3 separate regions of the Sus scrofa genome follow, and regions 2 and 3 are each linked to region 1. The links are chromatin contacts, called in public HiChIP or PLAC-seq maps. All regions are on one chromosome and are shown on one strand. Each heading gives the region's core, a stretch centred on a gene start, on an enhancer-like site or on the middle of the called end of the contact. The rest is flanking DNA. Distances are from core to core; before and after follow the strand shown. Region 1 has its middle 40 kb from the start of AP1M1. Region 2 has its middle 25 kb from the start of KLF2. Region 3 holds the start of KLF2 (Kruppel like factor 2).

Region 1 (5,120 bases), core at 1,850-4,349:
AAGCCAGAGCGATGCGGGATCCAAGCCACATCTGCGACCTACACCACAGCTCCTGGCAACACCCGATCCTTAACCCACTGAGTGAGGCCAGGGATTGAACCCACCCCTTCATGGATAATAGTTGGGGTCCTTACCACTGAGCCACGGCAGGAACTCCTTAGCTTGATCTTGAAACAGAGATGTTTCCAGGTCCTCCTACCTCACAGGAAATGACCACAAAGCCAAAGTGCCCCCAAAAGGTCCCAACACTCTACTCCTCCTCACCTTGGGGGGTGTGTCCAGCCTCAGCTTCAGCCCAGCTATTCCAGGGCACAGATGGAAATGGGGGCTTGCCCCACCCCCACAAGGATCACGATGCTCCTGCCCATTCCACCTCCTGAGTCTCATCTCCAGCCCCCACCTAGCCTAAGCCACTGCGTCTCCACTGGCCGGGCTCAGCTCCTGACAGGTGCCAGCACCCCTGGCACTTGCCTCTTGTCCAGTTCACACCAGAGTGATGCTTCCGAGAGCATGCATAGCCCGGCTTGGGCGTTTGAACAACCAGGTCCTCTGGCAAGTCCCTGCCAGGCCTGGCTCCTCTGACCTTCTAACCCCTCCTCCCACCCTCATTCATTCATTTATTCATTCAAGTATTTAATGGGTGCCTGCTGTGTACCAGGCCCTGGCAACTGAGCCCGACAAATGCAACCCCTCCCCTGGAGCGCATGGGGTAGGGGTACAGATGTCTCCACGCTCGTGGCAGAAGGGAGCTGCATGAGGGCAGGGAAGCCCCAGCCTGGCAAAGGGTGGGGAGATGTCCTGGGGAACTCAATATAGAGGCCAAGGCCTGGGATGGGCAGGGCACAGCCAGCCCATTGAGGTGGGGAGAACAAAGATGAGGAGCAAATCACACCTGCCACCCCAGAAGGGAATGGGGAGCCCCAGAGAGGCTTAGGTTTTCACATCTTCCCTTGGTAGCCAGAGAGCAGAGAAGGCTGAGGGACCCAGGGCTGTAGGGTAGGGAGGTAATGGGGGTGCAGACAGCCTGGAAGACCTTGCACACCCTCTGGCAGGCAGCAGACACATCCAAGTAAGGGATTCAGTTCCTTAAAAAATGCCACATACACACGTACACAAACACACACACACATACACACACACGGGTGCATCACACACAGAGATACATCCAACATCAGATACACACATAAAGCACACAACAGCCATACAGACACGCCTACAACACAGACACACAGAAAGGCACACATACAACACAGAAAAATACACACATACAACTCACGCCTGCAGTGCACAGACACACTGGCACCCTCTGCCGCCCAGCCTTGAGGGACAATCCTTTCTGCCCTTCCCTCTGCCCCAGGGACCCCCCTACCCCTGCCGCACAGGGCCAGGTCAAGCTCCGGTGTCGCTAAACCAGAGTCAAAAGTCCCTCTCTGCCTCTCAGCCCTGTCTAGTCCCAACCACATACTGTGTGTCCACACTGAGGAGATCCTCCGGGCACACAGCAAGCGTGGGAGGAGCAGTCAACAATGCCTACTGAGCAACCGGTGTTGGTCCCCCGGTGTTGGTCCCCTAAGCTGCTGCCCCCACACTCTCCCACCGTCAGAGCCGGGCTCCCCATTCCTCAAATTCTCTGCTCAGCCTCACCCCTTGACTGAGCCGGACACAGATACCTCATCTCAGATGGATCAGGAATGAGCCAGGGAAAGGCTGGGGGACCTAATGGCAGAGCTAGGATCTACCTGGGAAATCTGGGAGGGCTGCTTGGAGGAGGGGACATTAGACCTGGGTTTTGTAGAATGAACTGGAGCTTGGCAGGCAGACAAGTGGGGGTTCCTCTAGTCAGAGGGACAGACTTTCTAAATTCCCGTAGTACAATCTGAGCCCAGAGCAGCTCCAACAGGAGAGCTCACTGGGCTGTTGGCCTCTTGGTGTTTGTTTTTTTTTTTAATTGTGGCAAAATACGCATAACTTAAAATTCACCATCTTAGCCATTATAAAGAATATAGTTCAGGGGTTCCCACTGTGGCACAGTGGGTTAATAATCTGGTTTGTCTCTGTGGCGGTGCTGGTTCAATCCCCAGCCTGGTGCAGTGGGTTAAAGGAGCCAGTATTGCCACAGCAGCATTGTAGGTCAAGACTGTGGCTCAGATTCAATCCCTGGCCTGGGAACTTGCTGTGGGTGTGGTCATAAAGTTTTAAAATATATATATATATATATATATATATATATATATATATATACACACACACACACGTATATACATATATATACACACATATATACATATATATATACACACACACACATATATATATACATACATATATATATATATAGCTCAGTGGCCTTAAGTGCATTTTCACACTGTTGTGCAACCATCACTACCATCCATACTCAGGACTTTTTCATCTTGCAAAATTGAAACTCTGTCCCCATTGAACACTAACTCCCCATTTCCCTCCTTCCCCAGCCACCCCCATTCTACTTCCCGTCTCTATGAATTTGACCTAAGGACGTCACATAAATAGGATCATACAGTCTAATGTCCTTTTGTGACCAACTTCTTTCACTCAGCGTAACGTCCTCCAGGTTTATCCCTGCCGTGGCAGGTGTCAGAATTCCTTTCCTTTTAAAGGCTCGATAATATTCCATCGTACATATGTACCACATTTTTTCTCCATTCATCTGTCGCAATTCTATTTTCAATTTTTTGCGGAACTGCCGTCCTCTTGGCTGTTTGTTTTTAAACACAGAGTGTTTCTCAGTCATCCCATCCAGGACCCAAATAGCCCATCCTCTCCCAACTTCTGCCTGCCAAGCAGGGTTCCCTCCTCAGCTGAACCCCTTTACTGTCTTGTCCATCTCTCAGATCTGCCCTGAGAGGCAGTGACTGTTATAAAACCCATTTTATACAAGAAAACTGAGGTTGGAGAGCAGGAGTGATGTGCTTGGTGTCACCCAGCAGGGGCTGGCTGGTCCCAGCTCCCAAACCACGGGCTGTTCCCCTCCCTGCGAAGCCCAGAATGTTCCTAGCCCCTCAGCAGTTCCTGAACAACCCGTCCCCCACCCTGCCTGCTCTCGGATGCTGAGAGCATTTCCCATCCCACTCCTGGCTCTGCTCCCTTCCAAGAGAAACAGGTTGCACCTGGCACGGCTTCCCAGAAGGCCCCGGGGGAGGGAGGCAGAGGCCCAGCCACGTGAGTGGGTGTGTGTGGAGGCGTGTGGTCACATGGCAGCCCCCCATCAGACAATTGCTAGGGGAGGGAGGATCCTAGACCCAACAGAGAGGACCTGGGAGGCACTGAGCGCACAGTGCTGGAGCCAGCCGGACCTGAGTGCGACAAGAGCTTGGCTGCTTGCCGGCTGGGTGACCAAGCGCCTCTGAGCCTTAATCTATCATCTGGGAAATGGGCTTGCAATGGCCTTTGCCTCTCAGGGAGGATTCTGTGAGGGGACTCGGGGCTGGGGAGCATGGGTCCAGCAGGCTGGCAGAGTGAAATCACTCAGGCATCAGTGAAGGCACGGACATCAGTACAGCAGGGGCAGGACCACTGCCACCCTGGCTCCAGCAGCAGGTTTTTCTACTGAGGGCACTGACTGCGTAACAGGGGAGTCAGTTCCACCCTCAGCCAAGAAAATCAGAAGACAGATAGCCCAAGGGTCACCATTTAAAAATTTAAAACCACCCAGAAACCAGCCCCAGGACACTGCCAGGCAGTTTAAAAATCTTTTTTTTCTAATGGAAGTGAAATGCACAAGACATAAAATGAACAATTTTAAAGTGAACAATTCAGGAGTATTTGGGGCTTTTACAAAGTTGTGCCACCAGCAGCAGCATCTAATTGTAGATCATTTTCATCACCTCAAAAGGAAACTGCTCCCACAAGTAGTCCCTTCCCATCCCCCATCCCCCTCCCCCTCCCCAGCTCCTGCAACCCCCAGTCAGCTTTCGTCTCAATAGATTTGTCTGTTCTGAACATTTCATGTAAATGGGATCGTGCACTATGTGGCCTTTGGTGTCTGGCTGCTTTCACTCAGTGTGACAGATTTGAGGTTCATCCACATTGTAGCGTGTGTCAGGCTTCATTCCTTTTTATGGCTGAGTAATATTTCCTTGAACCCAACGGACCACATTTTGTTTATTTTTCACCCATCAATGGGCATTTGGTTTGTTTCCACTCTCTGGCTACTGTGAAAATGCAGTTGTGAATATTCATGTGCATGTATTTGTTTGAGTCCCTTGGCCACACATTTTTGAATCCTCCAACCAGGAGACCGAAGTGGCTCAGGCCCCACAGAGGCAGCACTGATTTATTAAGCAGAGTTCCATATTTGGCTCACATTTATTGAAAAAACATGAAAGAGGAGATCTAAACCAACAGTTTCCTGATCTATCGCCCCACTGGTCCTTCCTGTGTTGTGTACCAAAGCCCAAAACCTAAGCCAGTGAGGCAGGGGCTGGGTCCCTCCAGGTGAACAGTCTTGAGATACTGGTGTCCTCAGGCATCTTGGCCTCTCTCAGGCCAGGGAGGGTGTGGACAACCACCCTGAAGCCAGAGGGCAAACAGAGGCAAGTCCAGCCACCCCGAGACCTAGCTGGAATCTTGAGACTCATCTTTGACCCCAGTCCTTCCCCTGCAGCTCCCATCAGACCCTCTGCCATCGAGTCTCAGCCACCAGAGCCTGACTCTTTCCACGATGGAGCTGGAAAGAGTCAGTGAGAACCCCCTTTTAGAGTCAGCATGTAAGTGAGGTTGCGGGTTCAATCCCTGGCCTTGCTCAGTGGGTTAAGGATCCTGCATTGTCATGAGCTGTGGTATAGGTCGAAGATGCAGCTCAGATCCTGCATTGCTGTGGCTCTGGCGTAGGTCAGCAGCTACAGCTCAAATTAGACCGCTAGCCTGGGAACGTCCTAATGCCGTGGGTGCGGCCCTAGAAAAGACAAAACTAAAAAAAATAAAATTAAAAAAGAATAGAATCAGCATGTACGTAAAGTGAGTAATGTTTAATTTTAGCATATCAGTTTGATAAAGCAGTAGGTATGTTGACCTAACAAGGACCCAGGAAGACAAGAAAATGTATCACATTTATACCAAATTAAGGATGTTGAGTTACGACG
Region 2 (5,120 bases), core at 1,613-4,112, 98 kb after region 1:
GCGTTGCTGTGGCTCTGGCGTAGGCCGGCTACTGCAGCTCTGATTGGACCCCTAGCCTGGGAACCTCCAGATGCCATGGGAGCGGCCCTAGAAAAGGTAAAAAGACAAAAAATTTAAAATGAAATAAAACATGGCACAAATGAACCTATCTACAAAAGAGAAACAGACTCACAGACATAGAGAACAGGCTTGTGGTTGCCAGGGGAGAGGGTGGAGGGAGTGGGATGGACTGGGAGTTTGGGGTTAGTAGATGCAAACTATTACATTTAGAATGGATAAGCAGGAGTTCCTGTTGTGGTGCAGTGACTAGGAACCATGAGATTGCAGGTTCGATCCCTGGCCTTGCTCAGTGCCTTGCTCAGTGGGTTAAGGATCCGGCATTGCCATGAGCTGTGCTGTAGGTCCCAGACACAGCTCGGATCCCCCGTCACTGTGGCTGTGGCTCTGGTATAGGCTGGCGGCTACAGCTCCGATTCAACCCCTAGCCTGGGAACCTCCATATGCCGAGGGAGAGGCCCTAGAAAAGGCAAAAAGACAAAAAAAAAAATTAGAATAAATAAGCAATGAGGCCCTGCTGTACAACACAGGATCTGTATCCGGTCTCTTGGGATAGAACATGGTGGAAGATAATATAAGAAAGGGAATGTATGCATATATATATATATATGTATGTATGTATGATTGGGTCACTATGCTGTACAGCAGCAATTGGCAGAACATTTTGAATCAACTGTACTTTAATAAAATAAATAAAACAGTTCTATTAAAAACTAAAAATGATACATATAAATAGTATTTCTATTGATAGAATTATTGATTTATATTGTTTATATATTATATTACATGATATTATATTATACTCTACTATATTATATCATATTAAACTAGTGTTATTTAAATTAATATTTCTTCCTTAGCTATCAAATGGTTATCAGGATTGGGAAAATATTGAAAAATATCTTTTTCCTCTACTCCCACCAGCAGTGTATGAAATTCCTGGTTGTTTTACATTCTCATCAATATTTAAAGTTGTCAATCTTTTAAATTGAAATCACCTACATAATATTTCATGTGGCTTTAGTTTGCATTTCCTAAATCACTATTACTGGTGAGCAGTTAAGTTTATTTGCCCTATGGACGTCTTCCTTTGTGAAATGTCTTTTTAAATCTTTGCCCCCTCTCTTTTTTTAGGGCCACACCTATGGCATATAGAAGTTCACAGGCTAGGGGTCGAATCGAAACCGCAGCTGCCAGCCTATACCACAGCCATAGCAACACCAGATCCAAGCTTTGTCTGTGATCTACACCACAGCTCACAGCAATGCAGAATCTTTAACCCACTGAGCGAGGCCAGGGCTGGAACCTGCGTCCTCATTGGATGCTAGTCGAGTTCATTACTGCTGAGCCACAACGGGAACTCCCTTTGCCCCTTTTTTATATGCAGTTGTTTGTAGGAGTGGTTTATATAGTCTGACTACAAATCCTTTGTCAGATATAGGCATTGCAAATGCTTTATTTCAGTCAGTTGCTTACCCTTTCTGTTTTGAATGACATCTTTGATGGTATATTACAAAATTTTTTGTGCATAGAAAATATTTAAAAATTTTTTGAAATACATTTGACACTTAACATTGGGTAAATGTAAGTTGTGTAACAGGTTAATTTGATACATTTCTGATATGATTGCCATAGTAGCAATCGGCACTTCCATCACTCACATTTCTTTTTTTGTGGGAGGGGGCCTGGGCCAGGGATGGAACCCACACCACAGCAGTGACAATCCCAGATCCTTAACCTGATGCACCACAAGAGAACTCCTAGCATGTCTTTTTAGTGGTGGGAATAATTAAGTTCCAGTCTCTTGGCAAGTTTGATGATTACAATACAATATTGTTGTCTACATATGGACAAAATATTTTCAGTAAAAATGAGGACAGCAGGATGCCATGTATTCCATTTTCTTCTTTTATGTCACCTAAAAGCCTAAAACAAGTGCTTTTCTAGAGATTTGAACATGAATCTTAAGCACTTTCAAGCTGGAAATGTCTTCATTGGAACATTCCAACCTCCTCAGCCAAATGAGGAAACTGAGACCCAGAGCGTTTAGGTAGAAGGCCCAAGGTCACCCAACAGAGCACACACAGCATGGCCACCAGAAAGTAAATCAAAGCACGATATTTAAAGACCCACAAAACATAAACACAAGTCCAACCACGCAAGCCCACATCACGTAATTTCTTTGGAATAGATTCAAGATAAGGATCACATTTCCATTTCCCTTTATGTTTTTCCAACAACAGCTCATGATACAATTTGTACAGCTCCTGGTCACTTTTACTGGGGAAAATTTTTGGAAAAAAAAAAAAAAAAAGATGTTTCAAAGACACCAGATCTGATAAGGGGGCAGAAATATTTACTCCATTATTCCAAGAGGCAGGTTCTTTGTTTCTCAGATGCTTCCTGTTTTAAAAATAGCTTGCCACCACTGTTTCAGAACTAGAATGTCCTTTTAAATAAAAGTGGCTTTGAAGACATGATTTCATTTAGTTGGAGCCAGTCTCAGATTATCAATCATTCTTTTGCATAATGCCGCTCAGATCAGGTATCCCAGACCCTTGGGTTCTGGTCCAACTGCAGCTGGATCTGGGTCATTGGACCATGAGGGGGTTGGGAAACAGCTGCCACTTGTGGAGCCAGGGGGCTTCACCTTAAGGGGACATAGACTTCCAAGCACCAGAGCAGTAAGTTGATGAGGTTGCAAAATCACAAGTTGCTTCTCATGGGAAAGATGTGACTGATGCTGGGAGGGTGTGACTCAATTTTGTTAGGTGTGACCATGGCCTGGTGGTTATATGAGAAGGTCCCACATGTCTTAGCTGAATGCACTTGACTGTGGAAGGGTGAAGTGACATCATCACTGAATTGCTTTAAAGCACCTCCGCAAAGAGAAGGAGAGGAAGAAAGGGATGGGTAAAGCAAGGGTGGCAAAATCTGGAGGAGAGTGATACTGGGTGATGGGAGTGTGGGGGTTTAGTGTCCTCTGCTTGCTGCTATTACATTTGCAGATTTTTGCAATGCATTTTTTTGGATACTCTGTTTTTCAGGAAAGGGTGTGAGTGTTCCCTGCCAAGGAAGAGGCAGGAGAATCCGTGTGTGTGAGTGTGTGTGTGTGTGTGTGTGTGTGTGTGTGTGTGTGTGTGTTTGTTTGAGGCTGGGGAAGAAGGAAACAGGATTTAAAACTGCTTCATGGAATTCCTATTATGGCTCAGCAGGCTAAGAACCTAACATCCATGAGGATGCAGGTTTGATCCCCGGCCTCGCTCAGTGGGTTAAGGAAACAGTATTGCTGTAAGCTGCTGTGTAGGTCCCAGACACGGCTCAGGTCTGGCATTGCTATTGCTGTGGCTGTGGTGTGGCAGCTCTGATTAGACCCCTAGCCCGGGAACTTCCATTGCCACAGGTGCAGCCCCCCAAAACACAAAACAAACAAATGAACAAAAACTAGCTCATAAGCTTTGGGGTGTGGTGTCTGCGAACCTCTAAGGATTAGATTAAAAGGTCATGGACATCCTCCCCCAAAACAAAAGATACACAAATGTGCATTCTGGGGGCTCACAGGTTCCCCAAAGGCCATTTCATCCCTCTGGGTGAGAACTCCGAATTCAAAGCATGGCCATCAATTTCTAAGGTGTAAAGAGACAATTTCTGTACCTCTTCTAGGTACAATGGATATATAATGAAGCAGCAGGCAACAAGAAACACATCTTGGAGGTCCTCCTGTGGCACAAGGGGGGCACAGTGGGTTAAAGGGTCTGACATTGGTCGAAATTGTGGCTCAGATCTGATCCCTGGCTCAGGAAATCCATATGGCAAGGGGCAGCCAAAAAAGAAAAAGAAAAGAAAAAAAGGGTGAGGAGAAAGGAACACATCTTTTTTTTTTTTCTTTTTGGCTGCTCCCATGGCATGTGGAAGTTCCCAGGCCAGGGATCAAACCTTTACCAGAGCAGTGACTTGAGCCAGAGCAGTGACGATGCTAGGCCTTTAATCCACTGAGCCACAGAGTAACTCCAAGAAATATATCTTTTTTAAGATCAGCAAAACACTGAGCCACCGCCACTGGCTGGCTTTGGGGCTGGGGGCAAATAAATGACTGCAAACATTGAGTCTGTTTTCCCATCAGGAGAATGGGCTAGCATCCCACCCTCCTCACATACAAGGTTTCTTGGAGGTTAGAAAAAAATGCCCGATGTCGAATGCTCTGAAAACCAGGTGTTTTTCACCAAGTGCAGAGTGTGGATCTCATGTTCAAATGGGGGCCTGCGACCATCTCAAAGAGAGGCGACCCTTCCCCAAAGGGATACGATGGTTGGGGCTCGAGGCATGGGACTTTCAGATTTATTCTGATGGCTCCACTGCAGGAAGAGGAAAGCTTAGGGGTCACCTCAGGCCCCATTCTGGAAGTTGCTTGCTCTTCCAGAGAGGATTGGGGCACCTCAGAGGTTTGGAAGCCCACAAGCCTTGCATGAGGCCCTGGGTCCCAGACCCAGGTCACTGCTGCTGACAGAGGCAAGGCCTCTCTATAGGCACCAAGGAATCCCATCCCCTCCAGGACCACAGGGGCATGACCAAGGGCTCGGACTGTCCTGGTTGATCTCTATATCCCCCTAAATCTGTCGTAAAACCCCAATTTACAGTTTACTTTCTTTCTTTTTTTTTTTTAGTCTTTTTGTCTTTTCAGGGCCACACCCTTGGCATATGGAGGTTCCCAGGCTAGGAGTTGTAGCCCCCGTCATATGTCACAAGTGCACCTGTGACCTACACCACAGTTTATGGCAACGCCAGATCCTTAACCCACTGAATGAGTCCAGGGATGGAACCCTCGTCCTCGTGGATGTTAGTTGGGTTCGTTAACCACTGAGCCACGACGGAAACGCCTCTTTTTTCTTTTCTTTTCAAGGCCACACCCGCCGCATATGGAAGTTCCCAGGCTAGGAGTCCCGAATCAAAGCTGCAGCTGCTGGCCTACACCACAGATCCGAGCCACACCTGTGACCCACACCACGTTTTTCAGCGACACGGGATCCTTAACCCACTGAGTGAGACCAGGGATGGAACCTGCA
Region 3 (5,120 bases), core at 741-3,240, 73 kb after region 1:
AGAATCACACATCAAGGAAGCAAATTCAATTTCCTTAAACTGAGGCCCAGACAACAGCAGAGAACAAAGCACACAGGGGGCTCATCTAAGCAGCTCTCAGGGTGTCATCAACACTTCCACAAAAGAGAAAGAGCCCGCATGACCCTCACAATATCCCTTTGGGGGTAAGGTATTTTTGTAATCTGCATTTCTCAGATGAGGAAGCGAGTCCAGAGAGGCAAAGCCACTTGCTCAAGGTCACACAGCGAGGGGTCAGGAGCTGAGGCTGACTCAACCATCACCCTACTGTGATGGTTGGAGGCATGGTGGAGCTCAACCTGAAGTCTCCAGCAGCCTGGGAAAGCTGCAGAGGGGATCCCTGCACCATCACCCTCTGACACACAACTGTTCCTGGGACTGAATGCAGCACCTCTGGATGCCCCACACCTGGCAAATAGGGCTTATCAACAAGTGTTTGCTAAATTCACAATCTAATGAATCACGATGAGATAGCGCACTTCTGAGGTTCCTTCCAGCTGAGAGGGTCCAGGATCGTGGACCCCAAAGGGGTGTCTTGGTGCCTGTGTGATGCCAAGGTGACCTCTTGCAGTGGCTCTGTGCTGTGGGGGTCCAGCTGCTGTCAGGGACAAAACCCTGCTGTCCCCAGGCCAGGAGCTGCCTGCACCCCTCACCACCTGGCCATGGACCCTCTGGGCCTGAATTCTGGAATCAAGGTTCTGGAATCAAGAGACCAAGGCTGGGTGCTGGTTCCAGGTTACACCATGAGATGCTCTCCCTCTGAAACCCACTTGGCTCTCCTCTTCCCTAGGTCTTGACTCACACATCTCCTGGGTGAGGTTCAAAATTCCACCATTCTCTCTTCCCCCTCATTACCCATCTCCCTCTGCTGCTTTATTTTTCCAAAAGGCCCCTTTCCCCAATAAACTTGTGTATTTTACATCTCTGCCATCCCCCCACCCTCAACTGTGAAAATCCCAAGGCAGGGGGATTTGTCTGACTGTCGGCAAATGTGTTCCCAGTGCCCACACAGGGTCAGGACACAGGAACAACAGGAGTGCCAGTCCCTTGCTAGCAGGCAGCCCCCACCCCACCCCCGCCAGCCTGACCCACCCACCCATCCCCGTTTGTTCGTGGTGTGTGGGAGGGGATGGGGGGATTGTTTAAGATGCTCATAGGGGAGGCTTGTTCCCTGTGGTCCCTCTGGTGCTGGATCTGTGTTGTGAGATTTGAAGTCGAGTCAATAAAGCACCAGGCCTGATGGCAGATACAGAACCTCAAGCCTCTGCCAGCGCCTCCTGAGCCTCAGTTTCCCCGCTCTGAAGGGCCTCCTCAAGGGAGAGTGTCTCAAAGACTTAACATTTCTTGCTGTCATCATGCAAGGTTTTTGACTGAATGGTGGGTGTAACAGTGGATCAGGCTTAGTGGGTCCCCAGAAAATGAGAAGCAGAGTCTCCATCCACCATGGGTCCGGGGACTCCCACCCTGAATTCTCGGGACTCAGTCTTCCTCTCCATCTAGGATTCTGGGGGCCCTTCTGTGGCTGAGGGGTCCAACTCCCCATCCAGAAGGGTTCCCGCGAGGCCCCGGGCCCCTGGGTTCCGCTCAAAGTCCCGGGTCCCGGATGCCGCCCCCGCTCCAGGTCCTCCCTGTCCTTGCGCAGGCGGGAGCCCACGGGGCGCCCCGGGGATCCCTGAGCGTCACGCTGCTGTTGTGGAGTGTGTGTTGACGCCGTCGCCGAGGAGACGGGCGGGGGCGGGACTGGGCTGGGGGCGCGGCCTGGCGGCGCACGAGGGGCCGGACCAGCGGCGCAGGGCCCTGGCGGCCTCAGTGGCCACGGCCGCCGCCGCCCGCCGGCTTATATACCGCGGCTAAATTTAGGCTGCGCCCGGAGCTCGTCCCCATCCGGGACGCGTTTCCGCCGCCGCCGCCGAGGCCCGGCCCCCGCGCGCGCCGCTCCTATAAGGCTTGGGCGGGCCCGGCCGCGGCCCGCAGAGCCGTCCCCGCCCGCCCGCGCCCCGACCAGCCCGGCTCCGGGCAGCCACTCACCGGTGTCCCGAATTTGCGTCGACCCCGGGTCCCAGCCATGGCGCTGAGCGAGCCCATCCTGCCGTCCTTCTCCACTTTCGCCAGCCCGTGCCGGGAGCGCGGCCTGCAGGAGGTGAGGGCGGCAGGGATTGGGACGGCGGGGGCAGCTGGCTCAGGGTAGTAGAACGTGGGCTGCGGGGTAGTAGAACGCAGGCGGCCGGGACAGCGGGCTCGGGGTAGTAGAACCTAAGTAGCGGGCAGCGATCCCCCGCCCCACCGCGCGCTCACGCCTGCACCCTATCGCCCTGTCACCCGCAGCGCTGGCCGCGCGCAGAGCCTGAGACAGGCGGCACCGACGACGACCTCAACAGCGTGCTGGACTTCATCCTGTCCATGGGGCTGGACGGCCTGGGCGCGGAGGCCGCCCCGGAGCCGCCGCCCCCGCCCCCGCCGCCTGCGTTCTACTACCCGGAGCCCGGCGCACCGCCGCCCTACGGTGCCCCCTCGGGTGGCTTGGTGTCGGAGTTGCTACGGCCAGAGCTGGACGTGCCGCCGGGGCCCGCGCTGCACGGTCGCTTTCTGCTAGCGCCGCCGGGCCGCCTGGTTAAGGCCGAGCCCCCCGAGGCAGACGGCGGCGGCGGCTACGGCTGCGCGCCCGGCATAGCCCGCGGGCCACGGGGCCTCAAGCGCGAGGGCGCCCCGGGACCAGCAGCCGCGTGTATGCGAGGCCCTGGGGGTCGCCCCCCGCCACCGCCCGACACGCCACCGCTCAGCCCCGACGGCCCCGCGCGCCTGCCTGCGCCCGGCCCGCGCGCGCCCTTCCCGCCGCCTTTCGGCAGCCCGGGCTTTGGCGCGCCCGGGCCGGGCATACATTACGCGCCGCCCGCGCCCGCCGCCTTCGGTATCTTTGACGACCCGGCCGCTGCCGCCGCAGCAGCAGCGCTGGGCTTGGCGCCGCCCGCCTCCCGAGGTCTCCTCACGCCGCCGGCGTCTCCGCTGGAGCTACTAGAGGCCAAGCCCAAGCGCGGCCGCCGCTCCTGGCCGCGCAAGCGCACCGCCACGCATACCTGCAGCTACGCGGGCTGCGGCAAGACCTACACAAAGAGCTCGCACCTCAAGGCGCACCTGCGCACGCATACAGGTGGGTGGCTAGCGCAGGCTGGGAATCTCGGGTGGGGGCGCTGAGGGGAGGACTCACTAAGGAAGCCTGCAGAGGGCGTTGCCCAGCGGTTGGGGAGGGGGCACAGTCTTAGAAAGCCCCCCTGGGGGTGTGGCTCCGGAGCCTGGGGAGGGGGCGCGCGCTTAGGACACTCCTGGGAGCTTGACTCAGGACTTTGGGCAAGGATGCAAGCTTAGGAAACCTAGGGGGATGTTGTGTCCCAGACTGTTCAGGAGAAAGTGCATGCTTTGGATCCCGCTAGAGGCGTGACTGAAAACACTGGCGAGCGGGCCGTGTTGAGGATCAGTAGATAGATGCCTAGGATCTCTAGAGGTTCAACACGTAGCCGGGGGGTGAGGAGCACGTCAGAGAGGCGTGGGGTTAGGGGTAGGTTGATCGCTCCCGCCGCCACTGATCTGGGTGAGTGCCTAAGCCACAGGCTAGAGGGAAACTGAGACCCGTTCTCTTCCGCTCCCTGCAGGCGAGAAGCCCTACCACTGCAACTGGGACGGCTGCGGCTGGAAGTTTGCGCGATCCGACGAACTCACGCGCCACTACCGCAAACACACAGGCCACCGGCCATTCCAATGCCATCTGTGCGACCGTGCCTTCTCACGCTCTGACCACCTGGCGCTGCACATGAAGCGGCACATGTAGCCTGAACACCCCCACCCCGCCCACCCGCGCGCGGCCGTGGCGGGTCCCACGCGCCGGGCACGGCCCCCTTCCAAACTGTGACTGGTATTTATTGGGCCCAGAGGACCGGGCCGGGCACAGCGTGGCCACCAAACGACGCTGCCCGGACCCCATCAGAGACTGAAGGGCCCGGTGGGAGAAGACCACGATCCTCCTTGACGAATTTTGTTTTCAAAATGGTGCAATAATTAAGTGTCGTCTTCCCTCCCCCAGCCCACCGGGTCTACACTAGAGGATCGAGGCTTGATGCCTTGTGAAAAATACAGCCTTAATTTGTACTGTGCAACATTTTTTATAATATTGTACATAGTGACTGTGACAGATATTGTATTTACTGTAAATAGGAAGACAGGTGGGCATTTTGACTGCCTGGTTTGTTTTTATAAGATTTTGCTGTTTTTTTTTTTAATTAAAAAAAATTTTGCATCTTTTGAAAATAATCACAGCACTGGTCTGGCTGCTTGGAAGCTGGAGGTTTGGAACACTTGGGAGGGGCTGGTGGTGGGGGAGAGGAGGACAGGCAGCTTTGATGGAGAGCAGCCTGGCAGAGGCAGGGTGAAGTGGGTCCTGCCCTGGCCAGCATCTGGGGTTGCCAGCTGCAGCCCCCAGCTGCCAGGAACCTGTGGGTTTTTCTATAAATTGAAACACTGCATTTTAAGACTGAGGGAGAGTTATTTTAAGGTTGTTCCCTGAGCCATAAATTGCCTCCTTTTCTCCAGAGCTGGAGAAAGTGCTGGTCCCACTGACGTGGCCTCCTCTGGGCTGAAAAAAGCCTTACCTCCTTTTGGAAGCTTCTGAGGTTTTAGCCAAACTTTGAGTGTGCCTTCTTTATTTTTTTTTTTCCAGAAAGGGCAAAATGCTGACTTTCTGACCTGCTTTGCCTTTCATTAGACTTGCCTTTGAGCAGAAAAAAAATTTTAAGATGAGTTCCCCATCCTGTTCGGGAAAAAAAATGTAATCCATGTTTGAGTGTGCCTTCTTTATTTTTTTTTTCCAGAAAGGGCAAAATGCTGATTTTCTGACCTGCTTTGCCTTTCATTAGTCTTGCCTTTTAGCAAAAAAAAAAAAGAAAAAAATTTAAGATGCGTTCCCCATCTTGTTAGAAAAAAAAATGAAATCCATATTTGAGGGTATTGGGTAGTGAGTGCTCTTTTCCAGATGAGACAATGGAGGCCCAGAGAGGTAGCTGTGATGTTTTAGGGTGCTGGTCTGCCTCCCGAGGGTCCCCAAACTCCACTAG

What was found. HiChIP or PLAC-seq counts read pairs in DNA pulled down with a chosen protein or histone mark.
Region 2: a contact with region 1 is called in an H3K27ac HiChIP or PLAC-seq map of skeletal muscle. The contact joins two enhancer-like sites. A contact is called at or near these places in 4 of 47 Hi-C or Micro-C datasets (embryonic fibroblasts, heart right ventricle and skeletal muscle) and 2 of 2 datasets of contacts at active chromatin or transcription factors (alveolar macrophages and skeletal muscle).
Region 3: an H3K27ac HiChIP or PLAC-seq map of skeletal muscle shows a contact between it and region 1. The contact joins the promoter of KLF2 here to the enhancer-like site in region 1. A contact is called at or near these places in 1 of 5 promoter capture datasets (liver), 19 of 47 Hi-C or Micro-C datasets (alveolar macrophages, blood, fetal heart ventricle and 8 more) and 2 of 2 datasets of contacts at active chromatin or transcription factors (alveolar macrophages and skeletal muscle).

What each region holds. Positions count from the first base shown.
Region 1 is chr2:61,343,865-61,348,984 of Sscrofa11.1, reverse strand. No RefSeq gene overlaps it. Among named protein-coding and RNA genes, the nearest start is that of AP1M1, 40 kb to the left of the region's middle. Within about 2 kb of position 3,099, at least 16 of the 83 cell types and tissues checked have an H3K27ac peak or open chromatin away from gene starts, as enhancers often do. A contact at or near this core is called in alveolar macrophages, omental adipose tissue, retroperitoneal adipose tissue and 2 more, where this site is marked.
Region 2 is chr2:61,245,318-61,250,437 of Sscrofa11.1, reverse strand. No RefSeq gene overlaps it. Among named protein-coding and RNA genes, the nearest start is that of KLF2, 25 kb to the left of the region's middle. Within about 2 kb of position 2,862, at least 7 of the 83 cell types and tissues checked have an H3K27ac peak or open chromatin away from gene starts, as enhancers often do. A contact at or near this core is called in skeletal muscle, where this site is marked.
Region 3 is chr2:61,269,907-61,275,026 of Sscrofa11.1, reverse strand. KLF2 (Kruppel like factor 2) reads left to right here and starts at 1,990. Exons shown (of 3, transcript NM_001134351.2): 1 at 1,990-2,158; 2 at 2,344-3,166; 3 at 3,666-4,294. The coding sequence starts at 2,084. The coding sequence ends at 3,841.